Linked DNA regions of Mus musculus: region 2 is linked to region 1. Evidence: chromatin contacts called from public HiChIP or PLAC-seq data. All regions are on one chromosome and are shown on one strand. Each heading gives the region's core, a stretch centred on a gene start, on an enhancer-like site or on the middle of the called end of the contact. The rest is flanking DNA. Distances are from core to core; before and after follow the strand shown. Region 1 overlaps Armc1 (armadillo repeat containing 1). Region 2 overlaps Mtfr1 (mitochondrial fission regulator 1).

Region 1 (5,831 bases), core at 2,782-5,281:
AATTTTTAACAAGGCCTCTTCACATAGATTTCGTCGAGACTGAAAAAGTGAAGGCAAACAGTTATCAAAGCAGGCAGAGGAAAGAAACCAGCTCAAACCACATAGCCTACTCACTGTGCTGACTCTGTCCTTTTTAAAACACTAAGGAACAGACTTACACAAACCCACATGTCAAAGCCTACTGTACACATAAGCTGTAAGGTGTAGCCGACGACATTAAGCCTCCGCAACAGCTTATTCCTATGCTGGAAATTGCAAGGAATTGAATAATGAAGGTACATGCTTGTCTACATAAGCATATCTAACACAGTCACAACAGCAGCATTATAATCTTATGGTGCCACAGGAAATATGTGGTCCACTATTAACAACATGTCATGACATGAAACATTGCTATGTGTCAATTGAACTAGGTCTGGATTCTAACTTATCAGTAATTCCTAGCATATTTCAAACCCCATTTTGGTGGGGAGGTGGGGGTAGCCCTGGCTGTCCTGAAACCAGGTTGGCCTCAAACTCAAGAGATCAGCCTTCCTCTGCCTCCCAAGTGCTAAGATTAAAAACTTTATACTATCACCGCCTAGCTCAAACTTCAATACTAATATGAGCTTTTAATAACTTCTAATATCAGAAAGACATCACCCAATACTAATTAATATCATAGAAAGAACAAATGAATAACAGGACAAAGTGCTCAAAAACAGACAAACAGAGGTTCCTCAAGCTTAAAGGTGATCAAACTGCAGTCCTTCAGCCATTTCTGTGCAGTTCTCCTGAGACAGCCACACTCATTTACTTACATATCATCTGACTGCAGCTTAATGATGAGACAGAGTTGACAAGTACAACAGAGAGCATATGGTATGCCTGACACAGTCTACTCTAGTTTAAGAATCTCTAGTTGGATTTGGTTTTCTCTTATTTTGGGCATGCAAGGGGAGGGGCTTGAAATGGGGGGGTAGACCTGAAAGAACTGGAAAGTGACTATGATTGGGTATATGATGTGAAATTCCCAAATGGTCAATAAAAATATTTTGGAGCCGAGCAGTGGTGGTGCATGCCTTAATTCCTGCGCTCAGGAGGCAGAGGCAGGTGGATTTCTGAGTTCAAGGCCACGGTGGTCTACAGAGTGAGTTCCAGGACAGCCAGCGCTACACAGAGAAACCCTGTCTCGAAAAACAAACAAAAAACAAAAAACAAAAAAACAAACAAAAATATATTGGAAAAAATCTTTAGGGTTATGGTAGAATTAAAAGCATCTGGAATTTAAGTCATTGTCCCTTATAAATAGTTCATCATTCATGGCAATTCCAAGTATTATCAATATTATCTTTTTGGTTTTTATTTTCCTCTGTTAGTATTGACACTGTAACACATGGCTATTGGAAGATATTTGACCACACTGTGAACACGGAGACTATGTTGTTTACTGGAAAAACCTGTTTCTAGCTGTGGTGCCTCACCCTTAGCACACATCTTTAATCCCTCTGGCTGGAATACAGATTTGCCCTTAGTATACACATTTAATCTCAAACAATGAAAGTAAAGTTAGTTTGTAGAAGGAAGTATCCATTTGAAGTTATGTCTAATTGAGTGGCAGACAAAGTGACCAATCCGAGAAAGATTTGACAGAATAGGATATATCTAACTCTCATGAGGAAAGGGAGGAAAGGGAAACTACTTAAGAAAGCAGTGCAGACAAATGGACGGATGACAGACAGACATGAAAAGGAGGAAGTTTTACCAGAAGAGTTTTCTAGAGACACGTTGAAGAGAGAACAAGGTAGACACAGGTGAAGGCAGGACGAGCCAGAGAAGAACAGAAGATTAGAAGCCAGAAGATTAGAACAGATTGCCAGAGTTAGTTTGAGGCCAAGCAAAGGTGGAGAGGCTGAGAGAGCCAGATTGAACGAGTCAGTTAGGAGAGGAGTTTAAGACAGAACAGCTGAGTTCATCCAGCTAGGCAGAGTACTGAAAGAATAAGAAAGGGTGCGACAGTTCAGCAGTAAGTCTCAGAGGCTGAAAATATTCTAGGCCTAGATCCGATTGTACAGAGGCTAGAAGCTCCCAGGACTAGGACTGACAGAGGCAGGAAGTTTCAAGAGAATAATTACAACAGGAGGGTAATAGATACCTTTACACATGACCTTTATACTTTAAAGCAGGGTGCTAATTCTCCCATCTCCCACTTCAACACATCTTATTCGATTTGTCTTTTCTCATTATCGCTATCCAGTGCCTGTAATTAAGAAACTGCCTTTTGCTTTGACCTTCAGGAGACTATCCTCATCAATTCGGCTGTATTTCAGATTTTGGCAAACACAGTCACAATTACTGTATATTGGCCTATATTTGTGAGCAGTTAAGTTTGAGTGTGTGGTATATATGAGAGAGGAGGGTGGGAAACATGTATGTATTTGCATATGTGCACTCATGTATGCAGAGGATACAACTCAGGTCCTCATGATTGCACACCAAATATTCTCATGTGCTGAACCTTACCCCTTTGGGATTTTTGTGTTAACTTTGAAAAGTAACTGTTTCCCATACTCAACATAATCAACAGGATTCACTGGAGATATTTTATGTATATTAATGTATTCCACTTAACCAATTTTCATTTATCAGAAAATTTCTAGAATTTTCTAGAAATGTTTTGGGCTTTTGTAGCTCAGTTTCAGTAAGTTATTTGTTAACATATTTGGTCCTGTCACAGTAAATAAAGACTGTAGAAGCACCCCCTAATACACACATACTTATTTACTAAACCTTAAAACCTTATGTTTGAGCCCCCAAATAAAGTGAAACGTTATGAATTGTCTTTATAAAAACAATTAAACAATTTGAAATACAAAATATTATTGAAAAAAAAACCTCCTGATGCTTAGATACTGGAAAAGTAACATCTCTGAAAGAAGAAACTGAGATGAGCAAAATGAAACTGATGCTAATCTTGGCTGTCAACTGGACAGAACTGGGAAATGAGCAGGAGATTAGGAGAGCATAGCTTGTGGCCAGAGAAACAGCTCAAGGGTTAAATAAGAGCACTGGCTGCTCTTCCAAAATAAGTAGGTTCAAGTCCCAGAATCCACATGGCAGCTCACAACCGTCTGTGCCTTCACTTCTAGAGGATCCAACACTCTCTTCCAGCCTCCATGAACTCTGTACACATGTACACAAAACACTCCCAGTAAGAACATCTCTAGTATGTTGTCTGTGAGGGCATCCCTTACGCTGCAGCCCCAGACAGAAGAAAAATGGAATAGAAGAAAGCCCCTGCAGATACTCCCACTTCTAGGGTAGCCAGCCACCTCTACCGCCCTAGCCCTATCCACAGACATTGTCACAGCATATTTCAGGCCCAAAGCCTCAAGGCTCAGGAATCATGAACTAAAAGCTATAAGCCAAAATAAGCAACTCCTTTCTTGAGTTGTTTCTGTTAAGTAGTTTGACATAGCAACAAAAAAATCTAACAGAAACCAACCAGAACTCGGAAGCCTCCCTGAATTCAGGACCAAGTTAAGGGACGTAAAATAAAGCAAATATAATTCTCAGGGCAAAGCAAATTAAGAATGAGAGAAGGACAAAAGAGGAAGGAGCCACACAGAGAGACAGCCACTGTCTCCAGAGTCAGGTGTGCAGTGGTCACTGCGAGCTGACTGATGGTCAGTGCATGGATGCTAGGAAGGAACCTGAGACTGAGCAAAACTCTGCTGGGGAGGAGCAGAAAGAACAACTCTATCGGCTCACACTAGGTTAGCAATGCATCATATCCTCACGGACTACACTAGACAATAACTGTAAGTCCACAGGGTGGGAAGAACATTGCCTCAGCAGTGTACCAAACTTATCCCTAGGTTGAAAAGCATGGTCCTACATAGTAAAACTTTAAACCAGAGCTCAAGACCCAACCACTAACAAGCAGCAGTCGGTACACAATAAAGCTGAGCAGGGATAGTGGGGCACAGCTTTAGTTCCAGTTCTCAGGAGGCAGGGTAGCAGCCTGGTCTACAGAGGGAGTTCCAGGACAGACAGGGATTTACAGAGAGACTCTGTCTTGAAAACCCAAACAAAACAGAATAGAGCTGAGGAGCAATTACAGGCTGTGCATACAAATGAATTCTGTGTTCCACAAAGCACAAAATATCTGCCACCAGACATTCAAAAGAAGCAAACAAACACTACACTAAACTAGAAAAGCCAATATATTCAGAAACAATACAAGTGGTGGAGTTAGTGCACAGGGGCATTAACAATTTTCCTAAAATGTTTCTACGTTCAAGAAGATAGAGTGTAAATGTGCAATGGTGACATCATAAAATATCTAAGTCAAAACGTGAAAATACACTGTGAAAACGATGTTTATAAGACATACTGGGGAAGGATAATAACAAACTCAGCACTCAGCGAAGATATTAAGGAACACAGAAACAGGATCTATCCTAAGTGTAAGAGAAGGGATGAAGTAAACAGGACCCCAGTGAACTTGAAGAAATCTCAAGTGGCAGACAGCACATAATTAAGAATCCCTGACAGATCCAGGAAAAAGGGAGAAAATTTTGTTTTGAAGATATGATGGGAAAATCCATACAAATCTGCCACAAATTTAAATTCACAAAGCCAAGAAGCTAGATAAAATGGAAACAGAAAAACACACAAAGAAAAGACTGGGCTCCTGCTAGCAGGAGAGCTTCAAACTCAGATTCCAGAGCACAACCCTATCATCTGAGACGCTGTGTGCCCTAAAGCTGGCTGGGCAAGGCTGCTCTGCCTTGGCCCAGGAAAGGGACATCCACATCAGTCAAGCCAGTAAGGACGTGAACAACTGAGGAGCAGGCAGTGCGGGAGCAAGAGGAGGGAGGAAGACAAGACAAATGACAGCAGGATTCTGAACACAACATGGTGTATGGCTATTTCAAAGTGCAGTAGAAGAAAGTCAACATGGAGTCCACATCCATCAAAAATAAAACCATTTTAAACAAAAGTAAGAGGAGGGCTTTGGAACATATGAAAATCAAGTTGGAAAGTTGACTGTTCAAGTTGCAATAATGAAGGCTATAGAACTGTTGGGAGGGGGGAGGGGAAGAGAGGTAAAAGTCAGGCAAGAAAGTAGAGGAGGAGGGGGATGGGAGAAAGTGGGTAGGCAGAGAGGCAAGGGCTGGGAAAAGTGGAGGGGGAAAGAAGGGGCTGGAAGAAAGTGAACAAGGAAGGAGAGAGGGGGAGGGAGGAACTGGAGGAGGAAGAGGGAGGAAGGAGGTGGATACATGGAGGGGGAAGGGGATGGGAGGAAAGGGAAGAGAAGAAGAAAGTAAATAGTTGCTTTGAAGCAGCTAGACAGAATAACAGATTGAGAGCATGAAAAAAGTTCTTAAATGAGAAAAATCTTTCTCAAAAGGCGGCTCTTGGCACATTTTGGGGACTACTCCCTGCTGCTAAGAACTGTTAACTTTATTTCTCAATAAAACCTTGGTGTCCTTTAAAAAGTTGGTTCTCAGTCCCAGCATAGCAGCACATTCCTATAACTAGAGCACACAGCATTCCTGAGGCTGAGGCACAACTGCCTGAGTTCAAGATCAAACTGGATACAAAGTGAGACCAAATCTCAAAACAAGCAAAACAAACAAGCGAAATCAAAAAACAAAGCAAAAAGTCCAAACCCACAGAACTAATGAGAGCAGGATGAGCTTAAGAGAGCCTGCTACCAGGTCTGAGGCCAGGGCTTGGTCCTAGGACAGGCTCAAGAGAAGCAGCCTCCGCTCACGGTCACATGTGCACCCCCAACTTAAACGGTAATAAGTGTAATACAACATTTGGGTCTTTGAAAAGGTCAA
Region 2 (5,489 bases), core at 118-2,617, 77 kb after region 1:
GTGGGCTTGAGAGAAATGACATTAACGATTCCCCTCTCCTTTCGGCTTCTGGGATGTGGTTGGATTACATGGTTCCCATATTTCTTGTTTGATGTGCTTAGTCAAACACAGGAATTGCTGGTACTAGAAGGCAAAGCCAGGACCCTACAGAAGGGCTCAGACATTCTCGGTTTGAGCTTCCCGGTGGTTATGATTAGATTGCAATTTGGAAGATGAAATTTTTTAGGTGAAGACAAAAACAAAAGAAAACAAAACAAAACCAATCGGCAGCCTTTCCTCTTGACAGTGGTGGAGGAGCAACAGGCTCTGTAGACAGGAAAGGAGTGGGGCAGTGCTGGCATACAGCTGGGGAATAGTGACTTGTGTGATACCCTGATGAGCAGTGTGTAGGTGTCTGTCTATTCAGGTCTCCTTCACAGCCTGTGATGGCCACCTTTATGCTTTCCTTGCAGGGCAGAAGTCAGTTCCAAGCCTCCTCATGAGGATGACCCTCCTTGCTTTGAGAAGCCCCCAAGCAGGCACACTTCCTTCCCAAGCCTGTCTCAAGACAAGCCTTCTCCAGAGAGGACGCTGGCCAGCGAGGAGGCCCTGCAGAAGATCTCTGCCCTTGAGAATGAGCTTGCTGCCCTTAGAGCTCAGATTGCCAAGATTGTGACCCTGCAGGAGCAACAGAGTCCAAGTGCAGGTATGTGGCCCCTGAAGTGGCTTGTTGTGACTGGACAGTGCAAGCTGTGTCTTCTCTAGTCTTGCCTAAGACAGCACAAAACCCGATGATGTCTGTGTGACTTTAATTTGAGAAGAGTAGGGAAAAAAATCTGCTTGGCAAACTCTGAAATGCCTGCATTTGAAGTGGGCTGTTGTGAATGGCTGCTTTATGGGAAGTTTAGATTCCCCCATCTGATAACCACTCCTCTCAGACACGAGGATGTAACGTGACTTTGTGTCTGGTGAAAGGAACTGTTTCTGGGTAGGACTTGTGAGAAGCTATTTACACATGCAGGGCCTGAGGTAAACATCTGATGGTCCACTTTCCTTTCCTGCTCTAAATTGGGTATAACGGTCCTTGTATTACCAAGTCCCTGTGGCATTATGTATAGAAAGTAATAAATAAACACACAGCAGGTACCTAATGACCCTTTTCTTTCTCTTGTAGAGTAGAAACCAGTCAGGATTTCATCTAATCCTCTTGGTTTAATTTGTGTGGCACATTTTTTCCCATGGAGAAGAAACTATGGCCTTGAAATCCTAGCCTGGTAGTCTGTTGGAAAGTAGTGGTTGTTTTTCCTGTTATTTCACGGTCCTGGAGAGACACGTAGGTGCCCAGTGTCTGAATCCTGTTGCTTATGGTGCTTTGGGCACTGGGCACTAGAAGGGGAGGGGTGATCTCAGTGATTTGCATAGACATGTGCTTTGCATAGCAGGTTCTGGCTTGTTGTCTATTAACTTGAAACTGTTTTCTTTACTTCCCTCTGCTGGTAGACTAGGGAAACTACCATAAATAGGAGATAACTCTGCAGTTTGTTTTGTTGTCTTATGGTCTGAGTACTCCGGGGAAAACTGTTGTGACGTTACGATTTCCCCAAGCTCTCATTTGTATAGTTCTGCAGTAGAGACAGCCAACTTTGATTAGGCAAAAAGGGTAAATATTAGGGATTTTATTTCTTTAACACTTACTTTTTTCTTTGAAAATTAAGTGTGATACTGTTTTGTGGGACAAGGTTTTTCTTTGTATCTGAGTGACCTGGAATTCCTTATGTAGATCAGGTTGGCCTTGAATTTGGTGATCCTGCCGCTTTGTTCTCCCAAGTGCAGGGATTATAGGCATATAAACAGCTGGCATGGTCACGTGTTCGTGATACTTGTGATAGTGCTGAACTGCCTAGTATGTATTGAGGACAGATGTGTATGAGTATAGACTGCTTTATATTTCTGCTAAGAGTGGTTATGCTGCTCTCCACAAACAAGTGTGTCTAAACGTTAAAAACATCTGTGTTCATTTGCATGGGATGAGTTTGGGTTCAGAGTCAGACCTTTCTTAGTAGCTGAATTGCATTTTCCCTCTAGACTCTTTTTAAGGACATTGCTTTTAGGGATACACAAGTCTGTCACGATGTTTTCTTGCCTCTTACCAGAAAGAGTAACTTGTTTGCTTCTTTTGTAGGTTGCTTAGATTCTTCCACATCTGTTACTGTAGCACCACCACCACCACCTCCTCCTCCTCCCCCTCCCCTTCCGTTGGTACTCCACCAAAGTACGTCTGCTCTTGATCTGATTAAAGAAAGAAGAGAGCAGAGACTCAGTGCTGGAAAGACTTTGGCTACGGGCCACCCAAAGAAGCCTGACATGCCAAATATGCTTGAGATCCTTAAAGACATGAACAGTGTGAAGCTACGGTCAGTCAAGAGGTGAGGCTCCCACGTTGAATACTAGGAGTCTCAGGTTTATAACATGAGTGCTGAACCATTTTCCCTTCGAGAAATGTCTGCAGCTCTAAGAGCTCCTCTACACAGAATAGCCAAGGGCAGGGAATGGCTCCTCAATTCCACCAAGTGTCATCCTCTTGTGTGGACTCATTTGTTTTTTTGGTTTTTTATTCCCCAGACAGTTTTTTTTTTTTTTTTTTTTTTCTTTTTCCTGTATAGCCCCTGCCTTTCCTGGAAACTCACTCTGTTTCCTCACAGTCAGAGATCCACCTACCTCTGCTTCCAGAGTGCTGGGATTCAAGGCATGGACCACTAACGCCCAACTCATTTCTTAAAAAGGTTACCTGTTTTAAGAAAAGGTTCAGTATGTGTGGGAAGGTCAGAAGACGACTTGTGATTGAATCCTTGCCTTCAGTGTGAGTCCTGGGGATTGAACTGAGGTCATCCGTCTTGGTGCCTGGCACCCTCACTTGTTGAGCTCTCTCAAGAGGATGCATGCCCCCAGGCTCTCCTGGAATCACTGGGTACTTCCGGAAGATGCAGCCCTGACTTGTCCTAAGTGGCCCTTTATCTGACTCTGCACTCTCATGTTGAGCTCTAAAGTCCAAGTGTCCCTCCTACTACTAGCAGTGGCTTAGTCACCGTTTGTTGTCCACAGAGACCCTCTGAAGGACATCCACATATTGACCTGTCCCCTTGGTTTCTGCTCCTTTCTCAAAGGTCAGAGAAAGATGTAAAACCCAGGCCAGCGGATACTGACCATGCTGCCTTCATAGCAGAGGCTCTGAAAAAGAAGTTTGCATATCGACACAATAGCCAAGGAGAAACTGAAAGAGGAATTCCAAAGCCAGAGTCAGAGGCCACCTCAGAGCCAGCCCTGGTGAGTAGTAAGTAGCATGTTAGGTGGAGATCCATATCTAAGCCATTGACTTGTGTCTCCTGCTGGATGCTGCTGGACTCTGTACCAATATGGAGATTGTAGCTAGCTGGGCGGGTAAGGATCATTGATCTTTTGTTTGAAACTGGGACTTAGGAAATCCAGCGTGGACTTAAACTAGGTGTGTAGCAGGGTTGGCTTAAATCCTGATCTTGCTACCTCTACCTCTGATGCTGGGATTAAAGTAGTTGTGCCATTGTGACCAGCAAGGATGACATGTTTGTTTGTATTTCTACTTTTCTCACTGTAAAACTTAGTTTGTTTGGAAATCCAAAACTTACAGAGAAACCTAAGTGAAAAAAAGCAGAGTTTAACCCTGGGTTTCACTTTCCAATGTTAAATTTTCCCTGCAGGGTTTTATTTTTGTCTTTAGGTATAATGAAGTGAAACTCAATCTAATAATAATTTTCATTATGATAAAGTATAGTGTTTGTATTCAGATTTTAAAAGATTTACTCAAAATTAGACAGGATCATTTTCTCCTAGGGGTGCCTGGTGAGTTTTCCCAGTGAGATCTGACATAGGCTTGTGAGGTATATGCTGCACCACACAGAGACTGAGTAGACCACACGAATAGGAACTCCTTCCTGCCTGTTGTTTGCATGAAGATACTTGCTGACTTATTCCATGCTTTGGATTTTTTTTTTTTTCTTTTCCAGTTTGGCCCACATATATTGAAGTCTACAGGGAAAATGAAGGCTTTAATTGAAAATGTTCCCGACTCCTAATGGACAATGAATTCAGAAAGACTCCTGGTTCACCAGTTGGCTTGCAGAGCTGAGTTTGTCTAGGAGAAATCACCAGTATTTAGTAAATTCCTTGCTGTAGTGTTCATTGGTCTCCTTCCTTCTGAGCCCAACTAGAGGAGTAAGAAGCAGTGAAAGCAGCAGGAGGTCTGGCTTCTGAGAGGTCAGCTCTGGAGCTCTCCCTAACACACATGTACTATGTGCATGTTCTGTTCTTAACACTAAAATCTGTGCACACATTTCACCATGAATGGCATCAGAGAGGACACTGTTATCTTCCTCTTCACTGAGAGTTCACTAGTCAGTGATGGAGAGCTGGTATACTGTTATTATAGCACACTATTGGAGCTGGGAATGCCTCGGACAGGACTTGAGTATGTTCTCACTTTCTGTTTTCTGGAGCTGAGTTTACATAAACAGCAGAAGATGTTTACTGCTGAGTCTCTGTGTTGCTTTCTGTTAGAGGGAAGTGAGGACCAGGAAGGCCATTTACACCTCATTACCACCCACTACTGGGAAGCAAATGAACTTCTCAAGTAGTAACAAATCAAACTATTGAATTAAATCATTTCTTAAATAAAAGCCAGAATGTATCATCTTTCTCATCAGTTTAATAAGTGGCCCTATAAAGATGGATGATTTGTTGCTAAGTTAAAAATTGTCTTAGTTAAGGTTACCATCACTGTGATGAAACACCATGGCCAGAAGCACCTTGGGGGAGGAAATGGTTTATGTCACTCACAGTGCCATATAGCAGTTCTTCATCACAAGCATTGAGGGCAGGGACTAAGCAGGGCAGGGCCCTGGAGCCAGGAGCTGATGCAGAGGCCATGGAGGCTGCTGCTTACTGGCTTGCTTCCTATGGCCTGCTCAGCCTGCTTTCTTATAGAACCCAGGACCACCAACCCAGGGTTGGCACTACCTTCCCCATCAATCACTAATTAAGAGAAGGCCTTGCAGCCAGATCTTATGGAGGCATTTTCTCAATTGAGGTTCACTTCCTTTTAGATGACTCTAGCTGTGTCAAGCTGACAAACTAGCCACCACAATACTTCTAGAAATGTCAGCGTAATTGAATTTATAATTTTAATATACTGGTCAAAATATCCTTTATAATGAAACATTACTGAATAGATGAATAAGTTCCCTTTAAGCTATTTATTATTGGTCAGCCAATGAATTACATTATGCAGATAAACCTTCGGTGTTATTAGAAAGTAGAAAACTACCTTTGTTATCTAGGGCTTGGAAGGACTTATCTAAAGTACTTAGTAGTTTACCATGATTTTTGTGTTTCTGATAAGACTCTTTAATGTCAGAATCTCTTACCATGAGTAAATATTTGGATTATTTAAATCTAGACTATTGGTTCTTCCCAGAGTT

What was found. HiChIP or PLAC-seq counts read pairs in DNA pulled down with a chosen protein or histone mark.
Region 2: a contact with region 1 is called in an H3K27ac HiChIP or PLAC-seq map of neural progenitor cells, with 3 times the contacts expected there. The contact joins two enhancer-like sites. A contact is called at or near these places in 4 of 39 promoter capture datasets (hematopoietic stem and progenitor cells, liver, second pharyngeal arch cranial neural crest and 1 more), 7 of 484 Hi-C or Micro-C datasets (the G1E-ER4 cell line, brown adipocytes, cerebellar granule neurons and 4 more), 2 of 115 datasets of contacts at active chromatin or transcription factors (astrocytes and neural progenitor cells) and 2 of 9 other capture datasets (adipose tissue and pancreatic islet).

The regions. Positions count from the first base shown.
Region 1 is chr3:19,135,085-19,140,915 of GRCm38.p6, forward strand. It overlaps Armc1 (armadillo repeat containing 1), which reads right to left. Exons shown (of 7, transcript NM_028840.3): 5 at 1-39. Among named protein-coding and RNA genes, the nearest start is that of Armc1, 25 kb to the right of the region's middle. Within about 2 kb of position 4,032, at least 42 of the 459 cell types and tissues checked have an H3K27ac peak or open chromatin away from gene starts, as enhancers often do. A contact at or near this core is called in neural progenitor cells, where this site is marked.
Region 2 is chr3:19,215,019-19,220,507 of GRCm38.p6, forward strand. Mtfr1 (mitochondrial fission regulator 1) reads left to right here. Exons shown (of 8, transcript NM_026182.6): 5 at 453-685; 6 at 2,162-2,405; 7 at 3,144-3,303; 8 at 4,020-5,489. The coding sequence ends at 4,088. Among named protein-coding and RNA genes, the nearest start is that of Mtfr1, 30 kb to the left of the region's middle. Within about 2 kb of position 1,368, at least 64 of the 459 cell types and tissues checked have an H3K27ac peak or open chromatin away from gene starts, as enhancers often do. A contact at or near this core is called in neural progenitor cells, where this site is marked.